Linked DNA regions of Mus musculus: region 1 is linked to region 2. Evidence: chromatin contacts called from public HiChIP or PLAC-seq data. All regions are on one chromosome and are shown on one strand. Each heading gives the region's core, a stretch centred on a gene start, on an enhancer-like site or on the middle of the called end of the contact. The rest is flanking DNA. Distances are from core to core; before and after follow the strand shown. Region 1 overlaps Srgap2 (SLIT-ROBO Rho GTPase activating protein 2). Region 2 overlaps Srgap2 (SLIT-ROBO Rho GTPase activating protein 2).

Region 1 (5,192 bases), core at 470-2,969, 110 kb after region 2:
TTCATTTAATTTATCCTAATTCTGGTCACCATTATCAAAGATTGTCATCCATCTGTACCCTCTCATAGAGTCTTAAACACAGCTTGTCATCTGTTCTTCCAAAACAAAAATGTCAAAGACAACATCAGGAAGAGAGGAAGAGGGAGGCAGGAAAGGAGAAAGAAGGAAAGAAGGAAAAAAGAAGAGAAGGAGGGAGGGAGGGAGGGAGGGAGGGAGAGAGAGAGAGAGAGAGAGAGAGAGAGAGAGAGAGAGAGATCAGTCACCCTACTTCTAAAATAGCAAAAAAAGTGGAACAGGAAGAATAATTAGGGAACTAATATACAGGCTTAGTTTTATTTCCAGAGCTGGGTTAATATCCTTTTACTTATGTGTAAATGAAATTGCCAATTAAAAACACTACTAGGAAAAAACAAAAAGAAAAAAAAGGAGAAAAGCAGGACTAAACTCTAAGATATTTTAACACAGAAAATAAGAATTGGTGAGGATTTAACTGCCTCACTATTTATGTTGTAAGTTGCCTTTACCTCAAAAGGATCAGGGAATTCGCCATGGGTTAAAAGAAGGTAAGTCAGAATCTAGCACAATTCCAGCCACCAAAACCATCAGACGACTTCTAATCCTGACAGCTCCTCTAGCTTCTCTATAAGAAAATCTATAGGAACCAAAACTCAGCTACTCAAGGATTGACTTCTCTCTATCAAAAGATTCCACAAGTGACTGAGACTCATATGTGAGAATCACCCAAAAAATAACCTTACAAAGTCAGGAGATATAAAATAGATACCCAACCTAAACAAGAAACCGTCTACAGACAATCTCCTGGTTCCTAATTTTATGAGTTTTGTTTCACTAGGTATCTTTTTTTTTTCTTCAGACACACCAGAAGAGGGTCTCATAACACATGGTTGTGAGCCACCATGTGGTTGCTGGAATTTGAACTCAGGACCTTCGGAAGAGCAGTCAATGCTCTTAACCACTGAGCCATCTCTCTAGCCCTTTACTGAGTATCTTAAAGCATAGCCTTAAATCTTTCTGCTCTGTATTTTGGTTAGAAAAACTAAGTTAAAATGGGCTTTGTAATTAAAGCAAAATGAATCTTTCTAGGTGGCACAGCTACACTGGAACTTCACTTGTTTCAAAATATGTATCTGTCAAGTTCAGAACCTTTGCTTGGATAAAACTCATGTAGTAGAAGCATGGGTATAAAGATGATTGCAAGTATAATACGCTATAGAGAGAATTAGAGACGGTATCTCCTTCATGAATGATCAAAGTGTCTTCTAAATCAAATGAGGATACCCTGTATCACAAACCAGATAGCAAGTAGTTAAATAAACTTGTCTTTTTATTAATCTCACTCCAATTACACTTTGGTCAATTTAAAAGCACACTCCTACCAATGTTTGCTTTTTTTTTTTTTCCTTTTTAAACAGTCTGTGCTCACATCATCATTTAAAACAAAAGACCTTACATGCTTACAAAAAGAATGGAGATGGGCCAGCTTCAGGACACATGCTACTTGGGGAGGAATGACTGTCTCTAAGAAATAGCTCTATACCTCTCTGACAACCCCACAATAAGCTAGCTATACACAAATGCCTGAAATAATGAAGTTTATCAAGAAAATGAACAGTTGGCAAAATCAAGGCTTCTAGTCCAAAGGACTAGGCTTGCAGCTGGTTTGGCCAGTCATCAAAAAATCTGAATTTAAATGGCAGACACATTCACTGTGGCCTGTAACAAAACAACTGGGGTGTCAAAGGCTCATTTCCTTTACACCCTATACATCTCCTGCCAATAAAAAGAGGAAGCATGTTTTGGTGTTCATAGCACATCTTGGGTAGTTTCTATTCTCATCAGTCAGTCTCTGGGATTTTCCACATATTACTGAGTCATTACCCATCTATACTGACCTATAATGTGCAGAGAAAGGCTCCTGTTTAGAGTCTGGAGAAAAAAATGTCAATCTCAAAGTTCAAGAACTCCCACCGCTAGGGAAACAAATGTAAGAAAGACTATGAACGCAGATGTGAGAAGCCTACTTTCAGACTGACCCTCAGCCAGCTTAATGACTTTGGACAGTTCACTTATCTTCTCACATAGACAGCAAGGCAGAAAATGATCAAATGGTCTCTCAGTTCCTTTCTAATCCATCCTTTGACTTTTGATTAATAAATGATACTCCTAAAGCTAAAACTGGGACTTAAGTTAATAAATACCTTTTACATTAAGAAAATTCCTATTCTAAACAAATAGAGCTGTATTGTCCATACCGTCTCCAAACGCTATACTGCAACACTGGTCCAAGAGACTCCTTCTACAGAGGATACTGAATCAGTAATAGGCTGATGTATTCAATCAACAAATACCTACCAAGCACTTTGTAAGCATTAAAGACAGAGCAGAACAAAATCCTTTTCCCACAGGAACATTAGAGGACAGTGGGGAGTGGGGGAAAGTGATTTGAAATTAATCGAACAGAAAACAACAGGTCAGGGCTGGAGAGATGACTCAGCTGTTAAGAGCACTGACTACTCTTCCAGAGGTCCTTGAGTTCAATTCCCAGCAACCACATGGTGGCTCACAACCATCTGTAGTGGGATCCGATGTCCTCTTCTGGTGTGTACAGTGTACTCATATACATAAATAAATCTTAAAAAAAAAAAAACTAACTCTGATTTCCATTTAAAAAAAAAGAAAAAGAAAATACCAAGTCAGGGTACATTTTCTAGAGAACTGTCACAAAGGCTATTTAATAAGGTAACTTTCAAGTAGAGATTCAAGACAGCAGAGAAATGAACTATGAAAATGCTAGTGTGCTAGGAAGAAGAAGCTTCAGAGTCTCAAGGCAGGACTCTGCTAAGCATGCTTGGCAGATTAAGGGAAGCAACAGGAGTCCAGTGTTATGCAGCAGAGCACAAGGTGAAGAGTAAGAGAAAGCATGGTTGCGGAGGAAGAAGAGGAAGAATCTTGTATGCAAAAGCACAGGTAGACATGCACAGAGAATGAGGAGCTGAATTCCAGTTTTAGATTTATTTATTTATTTTTATGTATATGAGTGTTTTTGCTTTCATGCATATATGTACAACATGTGTGTGCTTGGTGTCCTCATAGATCAGGAGTCAAATCTCCTGGACCTGGAATTACATAGATGGTTGTGAGCCACCATTTGAACCCAAGTTCTCCACAAGAACAAGTGTTCTTAACCACTAAACCATCTCTCCAGCTCCCTGAATTCCATTCTTTAAGACTGTTTGAGATGTCCTATTAAAAGGAGATGGGAGGGACAAGAGAGGAAGAGCAGTTAGGAGGCTACTGACACAGTGCAGTACAAGGTGATAGATAGTTCTGGGCCACAGCAGCAGCAGTGAGGAATGGTGAGTCAGGCTTTGCAGCATCTGCTCAAGTACAAGACAGTGAGTGCCACACAGAACCTAAGAAAACTCTACAACAGAATCCAAAGCCTCTAAAGATTCAAACATCTGCTATGAGATCCAAGGATGAGGAAATTAGCTGTGTCTGTCACCCAGTGTCCAACATGGTACCTGGCACAGAAAATGGTATCCAGACAGTGTTAAATGAATAAAGATCAAATGGAATATATCATAAATCCAAAAGCTCTATAGTCATCAGCAGACTAGAGAATATAAAGCATTAAATCATACTTCACTGACTAGTGATCAGTGAAACCACCATTAGTGGCCAGTGATCCTCTCCTGTAGGTGAATGAATCTTTTTTTGTAAAAGATTCTCCATTGTAATTTGTTTCATCATATTAAATATTTAAACCTCCAGAAAATCTCATAATAAATAACTGAGAATCTAAACAACTCAGCTACTTCCTGAAGAGACCACATGTAGTCACTGGATTTTACAGCGCCTCAGTACCTTCCAACTAAAACACAAAAAGAAATATTCCATGAGAAAGTTCATGTTTCAATAAATACTGAGTAATGGGGGCTGCTAAAAAGGTACATTTGTAAATAATATTACAATTAAATAATAACAAACACCAAATCTGTACTATTTCTAGATGGAAGGCCAGTGATTATCCTAGAATATGTTCCACTTCTGTATTAAGTTGAAAACAGGAATTTCTACCTTTTTGACCTAAAGCATTGCTTAGAGAGGCAACAACTCTCAGCTTCAGAAGCTCTTCTGTCAAAATAAACCTTTGAAGTCCCAAGGCTCTCAACTCCTGGAAACTAAACATATGCAAAGTATAGGATAAGAAAACTTACTATTCTGGAGAAATAACAATAAAGGTATGCAAGGAACTATAAATCAAAACAACCCTGAGAGTCCACCTCAGACCAGTCAGAATGGCTAAGATCAAAAACTCAGGGGACAGCAGATGCTGGCGAGGATGTGGAGAAAGAAGAACACTCCTCCATTGCTAGTGGGACTGCAAGCTTGTACAACTACTCTGGAAATCAGTTTGGTGGTTCCTCAGAAAGTTGAACATAGTACTTCCTGAGGACCCAGGTATACCACCACTCCTGGGCATGTACCCAGAAGATGCTCCAATGTGTAATAAGGACTCATGCTCCACAATGTTCATAGAAGCTTTATTTATAATAGCCAGAAGCTGGAAAGAACTCAGACGTCCCTCAACAGAGGAATGGATACAGAAAATGTGGTACATTTACATAATGGAGTACTACTCAGCTATTAAGAATGATAAATTCATGAAATTCTTAGGCAAATTGGATGGAACTAGAAAATATCCTGAGTGAGGTAACCCAATCACAAAGGATACGGTACACACTCACTGATAAGTGGATATTAGCTCAAAAGCTCCAAACAACCAGGATACAATTCACAGACCACAATGAAGCTCAAGAAGGAAAACCAAAGTATGGGTGCTTCGGTCCTTAAAAGGAGAACAAAATACTCACAGGAGCAAATATGGAGATAAAGTACTGAGCAGAGACTGAAGGTAAGGCCACCCAGAGACTGTTTCACCTGGGGATTCATCCCATATACAGTTACCAAACCCAGATACTATTGTGAATGCCAAGAGTGCATGCTGAAAGGAGTCTGATATAGCTGTCTCCTGAGAGGCCCTGCCAGAACCCTATAAATACAGAGGCGGATGTCCACAGCCAACCATTGGACTGAGTGTGGAGTCCCCAATAGAGGAATTAGAGAAAGGACTGAAGGAGCTGAAGGGATTTGCAAACCCACAGGAA
Region 2 (5,010 bases), core at 1,310-3,809:
TGCTAGTAGGTAGAGACAGAGAGACATGGAGAGTCCATAACAAAAACATGTCTGTTTTAGAATTTCAGTGGTGCTCAGGCTGGGAAAACCTGGTACCTTGTGGGTACGTGGAGGTTCACCTGGAGTTGGAAGAGGAATACAGAGGTACAGTACAGCCTCAATTATGTCACATTTTAGATTGAGAAAAATTTAAATATTCACCTCACAGTGAACCTGGCATCATTTCCTGGAAGCTTCACCTTCCACGTACCCTGTATACCAACAATCAATGGTATTAACAAAGCTTTTCTAGGACACCTGACCAGATCATTACTTGTCCAGGTTAAGAAGTTAGAAAGGCACCTGCCCTGCTGCCTGAAGAAGGGCAGACAAGGGGATCTTTTTCTCTTTTTTCACTTGAATGAGACAAAGGAATTCAAGCATTAGAGTAAAGCATTATAAAACAGTGAATTTTTATTTTATGAAGTACAGGCTAAAGAGGAAACATGGCAAATAAACATGGGAGATCAAAGCACTCAAATGTAGTAAAACAGCAACTTGCCCTTAAAGAATACAAGGAAGCCTCTCATGAAAAGAAATTAAAATTTTCATAGTTAGGAAATGTTGTATATGCTTCACTTCCAAAATATGAGTAAGCAGTCAGGGGTGGTGGTGGACACCTTTAATCCCAGAACTCAGGAGACAGAGGCAGGTGGATCTCTGAGTTTGAAGCCAGCCTGTTCTATAGAGAGAATCTAGGATAGCCAGGGTTATACAGAGAAACCCTGCCTCAAAACCACATGTATGTATGTATGTATGTATGTATGTATGTATGTATGTATATATGTATGTATATTTACATAGAATGATTTTCAGACATTTGAGGAGGTTTCCAATGTTTTCTAAAATTTGTAAGACCCAAATAGGTAACTCAGTGGAAACAGTATATATAGGAAAAAAAAAAAAGACTGAAAACAGTTTATCAGTAAGAGCCCAAGAGAGATGGAGAATGGGAAAGATATAGCAATATCTTTGAGTAAGAACTCAATGAAGGGAGTTGGGGAGAAGATAGGTGAAAAACCCAAGACTTCCTGGCAACTGGCAATTAAGATTCCATTCTTGTACCTCTTCAAGAACATGCCCTTCTACCACAGACTTGTAAAAGAGTTTGCACCTTATTTTCATCTGCTGCCTCATTTTGCTGCACCCCCACTCCATATTAAAACCAAATGTCCTGAGTTTAGCACTAACTCTTATTTGTCTTTATATGGCTAGTGCCTAATGCCAGGGTCAAATAGACAAACAGTATCAGGGGACTATTAGCTGACACTGATTCAAGGGAACAGGTGCTGAATTTCAATTTGAAACAGCCCTGCAACCAGCTGCTGCACCAAGTCAAGAAGACATCTTCAGAGATAATACAGAAGCATAAAACCTCTGGAGTAAAGATAGCCCCAGAGTGTCTCACTATCTCTCTCCCCGCCCTCTCTCATGTTACTGTTTCTTTGACTCTTCATGGCCAATCCATGTGGCTTCCCTGTCTCCATATATACTCTTTCCTGTAGGGGCTTCCTGGGTTTTCCAGACACTGCCTCTCTGTACAATTGAGGCAGACAATCAATCCAAGAGTTCTTTAGGAAGTACTGCACTCTGACTTCAAAGGCATTCCTACAACATGAGAAAGAAAATGAAAACCACTTTACTATGGCTTACAAGCTAGCCAGCTCATTGTGATGGAGAGGGGGATAATGGACCAGCATACATATGTGCAAGAATCTCTGGGATTGCTCTCTGGGAGAACAGCTGTGGGAAACTCCCCCTGGCACATAATGCTAACTCAGGGAAATCAAAGCCCCTTCAGGCAGAAGAAGAAGGTGCAGAGGAATAGCTGGCTACTTATCATGGGGTTCTGGATCTCTTGTTCAAAGGCATCTTTATTTAGAGCTACCTGGGCTCTGCCTCTTGGCTCATCAAAGTTTAAAAGTACTTAGATGATCAACCCTTGAGTAATTGGTTCCCTCAAAAGAAGTATTCATGGGTGTTAGGGGCAACTGCAAGAAGACCACTGAAAAATACAGTGGTCTTCATCTCTTCTTTCAATGACCCACAAATCACACATGATTTCTTTCTTTCTTTTCTTCTCTTCTCTTCTCTCCTTCCTTCCTTCCTTCCTTCCTTCCTTCCTTCCTTCCTTCCTTCCTTTCTTTCTTTCTTTCTTTCTTTCTTTCTTTCTTTCTTTCTTTCTTTCTTTCTTTCTTTCCCCCCCTCCCCCTTGAGACAGGGTTTCTCTGTGTAGCCCTGGCTGTCCTGGAAATCACTCTGTAGACCAGGCTGGCCTCAAACTCAGAAATCTGCCTGGCTCTGCCTCTCAATTGCTGAGATTAAAGGTGTGCACCACCAATGCCTGGCCACATATGATTTCTACTGCTGACAGGATCAGTGAAAGCAGTTCTTTCCTGTTTTCTTAAATAGAGCAAATAGGGAAATGCTCTTTAGAAGAAACTCTCCGTATTTCTTCCTAATGCCCAAAGAGTATATATATGGCAAATAGCTTTCCAAAGCTAGCAGCACATGGTAGTATCAAGTTCCTGCTTGAGGAAGCCACTATCTCATGTAGGGTGACTAACATCCTGCTCTCCTCAAGACTACCAATTCAGCACTAAAAATATGTCCTAGGAAACTGTTTAAGAGAAGGTTTCACTGTGTCACCCTGGCTGGCCTGGAACTCACGATGTTTAAGAGAAGGTTTCACTGTGTCACCCTGGCTGGTCTGGAACTCACGATGTTTAAGAGAAGGTTTCACTGTGTCACCCTGGCTGGCCTGGAACTCACGATGTTTAAGAGAAGGTTTCACTGTGTCACACTGGCTGGCCTGGAACTCACGATGTTTAAGAGAAGGTTTCACTGTGTCACACTGGCTGGCCTGGAACTCACGATGTAGAACAGACTGACTTTGAACTCAACCTGCCTCTGCTTCTCAAGTATTGAATAAAATGTGGCTCTCTCTCTCTTCATGAGCACTAGGCTAATCAGCAAAAAGGATATATAGTCACCCAAATCTCAGACCAGTCCTAAGATATTCTCACCCTACATAAACAACAACTTTTAATTCTAGTCTGTAACTTTCCTAATAATCTATACAGAATCTTCAAATTTATTTGGTCCTTCAAATTTATATAGTCTCATATTTTGAAAATATGAATTCCTCAATCATTGTCAGCCATATGGCATACAGGTATCAGAGCATGTCACTTGCTGCTGCTTCTGGGGAATTGCTGGGTGGAAAACAACAAACTTCCCACCAACTTTTATCATCATGCTGACTTGCAGTGCATGACTTCCAAGTGCATGCATCTAGTAGTCAGAGCAGGACAGATTCTCAGGTGTCTAATTTAGCAGTCTAGGCTCAGCACACCCGTGCTTTTGGAGCTTGATAACTATTGCGGCAAATTGTTCTGTACATTGTAGGATCCTCCAGTCACGACAACTAAAAACATCAGCAGACACTGACACACATTCTACTTTGTAGGAATGGGGGAGGCCACCATGTATAAGGCTCAGTGTACCAGAGTCTGTTCTGTCCTCTCTGGAAGTTCCTGGTGTCTTCTGTTTTTCTTTTTCCATTTAGATGTAAATAGCTAAGCCTTATTTGGGACTTGATGAATCTTAAGTATAATAATTCACCTCAAAGCAGGGAGCAGCACACGCACTGATTCTGCATGTGGATGCTAGGCTTTATGCTCTCTATTAACTATGGGCTCATGGTGGCCACAGAAGCCATCGCCAATACTGGTCTGAAGACTAAGCATAGAGGTCTCAGGGCTGGGAGATGGCTGAGTAGAGAGGCCTAATGACCTGAGTTTGATCCCCAGATCCCACAAGGTGGCAGGAGAGAACAAACTTCTAAGAATGATCCCTTATGCACACTCAAAATAAATACTAAAAATAATACATAGGGGATGGTAGGCACAGGGCTGGGGTGGGTGGGGAGAATCTTCCATCTTGTCTTTCATCAGAAAAAGCAGCAAGCTCCATGGTTTTCATCCTCATTCCACCACAGCTTACATATTGCCATTTGCTTTCTAAATCAACACTTATGAAGTAAGGCAAAGCTAACAGTTCTTTAGACTCTTCTTCCTCTGCTACCTCACTGCAAAAGCAGTATGCTGGGTCTGAGTTGGTTTGAGGATGTTGCTCGACTTCTGGTAAACAGCAAATAGCAAAGACTCAAGATGCTTATTTACTGGGAAAACAGGAGTCCTAGAATAGCATGTGCCATTGTTATGTTAGAGAGATCTACAGAGGCAAGACTCAGCTCTTCTTGGTACCTAGAAGATGGTCTAAAAATAAAGAGAAGTTAAGCAATGAAAAGATAAGGTTCAGGAAACTCATCCACTCTGAAAATGGTTCACAATACCATGCTTCTATTTTTAAAAAGTCTTAACTTCATTTGAGAGAAATAAAAACTTAGGGGACAAAGAGTACCACCTATTACTTGGCTTCAGAGATTAAGAGTCAGTGAGTAGAAATTCAAAACAACTGGAGCATCACTGGAGACAAATTAGATGACCACTCAAGTCTATTTACCAACAGTTACCATGACATACTGGCCACACCTAAACTTCTGGATCAAGAATTTGGAATTCTGATCTCAGACGCTTGTGGAGCACATCACCACTATCCTCCCATCCTGTGAAGGAAGGGGGTAAAGCATGGAGAGATAAGAGGAAGGCAGGGAGGGAGGGAGGTAGGGAGGGAAGGAGGGAGGAAGAGAGGGAAGGAGGAGTAGAGGGAGGGAGGAAGAAGTAAATACAGAAGATCATTTTCACCTTCAAATAGGTTAGGGCACCCTAGAAAATGACACATAGTGCTGGCACATCCAAACTTTGGAAAGGGTTGGAAAAGCTACAAGTTTACAACTGAAGTATTCCTCCTTTGGCAGAAGGAACTTCCTTGGTGTGTGTTCTCAATGTAATTAACAAAACATGGCTGAGAGAAAACAAACACCAGGGCTCCTGAGGCACACTGCTA

What was found. HiChIP or PLAC-seq counts read pairs in DNA pulled down with a chosen protein or histone mark.
Region 1: an H3K4me3 HiChIP or PLAC-seq map of bone marrow-derived macrophages shows a contact between it and region 2, with 4 times the contacts expected there. The contact joins two enhancer-like sites. A contact is called at or near these places in 3 of 15 datasets of contacts at CTCF or cohesin (CD8 T cells, large pre-B cells and pro-B cells), 3 of 484 Hi-C or Micro-C datasets (bone marrow-derived macrophages and nephron progenitors), 7 of 115 datasets of contacts at active chromatin or transcription factors (CD8 T cells, the HPC-7 cell line, bone marrow-derived macrophages and 4 more) and 4 of 9 other capture datasets (adipose tissue, bone marrow-derived macrophages, liver and 1 more).

The regions. Positions count from the first base shown.
Region 1 is chr1:131,472,137-131,477,328 of GRCm38.p6, forward strand. All of the region lies in intron 2 of Srgap2 (SLIT-ROBO Rho GTPase activating protein 2), which reads right to left. Among named protein-coding and RNA genes, the nearest start is that of Srgap2, 53 kb to the right of the region's middle. Within about 2 kb of position 1,720, at least 40 of the 459 cell types and tissues checked have an H3K27ac peak or open chromatin away from gene starts, as enhancers often do. A contact at or near this core is called in bone marrow-derived macrophages and microglia, where this site is marked.
Region 2 is chr1:131,358,427-131,363,436 of GRCm38.p6, forward strand. All of the region lies in intron 5 of Srgap2 (SLIT-ROBO Rho GTPase activating protein 2), which reads right to left. It overlaps Gm51644 (a long non-coding RNA gene), which reads left to right. Exons shown (of 4, transcript XR_003947997.1): 3 at 61-144. Among named protein-coding and RNA genes, the nearest start is that of Ikbke, 81 kb to the left of the region's middle. Within about 2 kb of position 2,560, at least 13 of the 459 cell types and tissues checked have an H3K27ac peak or open chromatin away from gene starts, as enhancers often do. A contact at or near this core is called in bone marrow-derived macrophages and microglia, where this site is marked.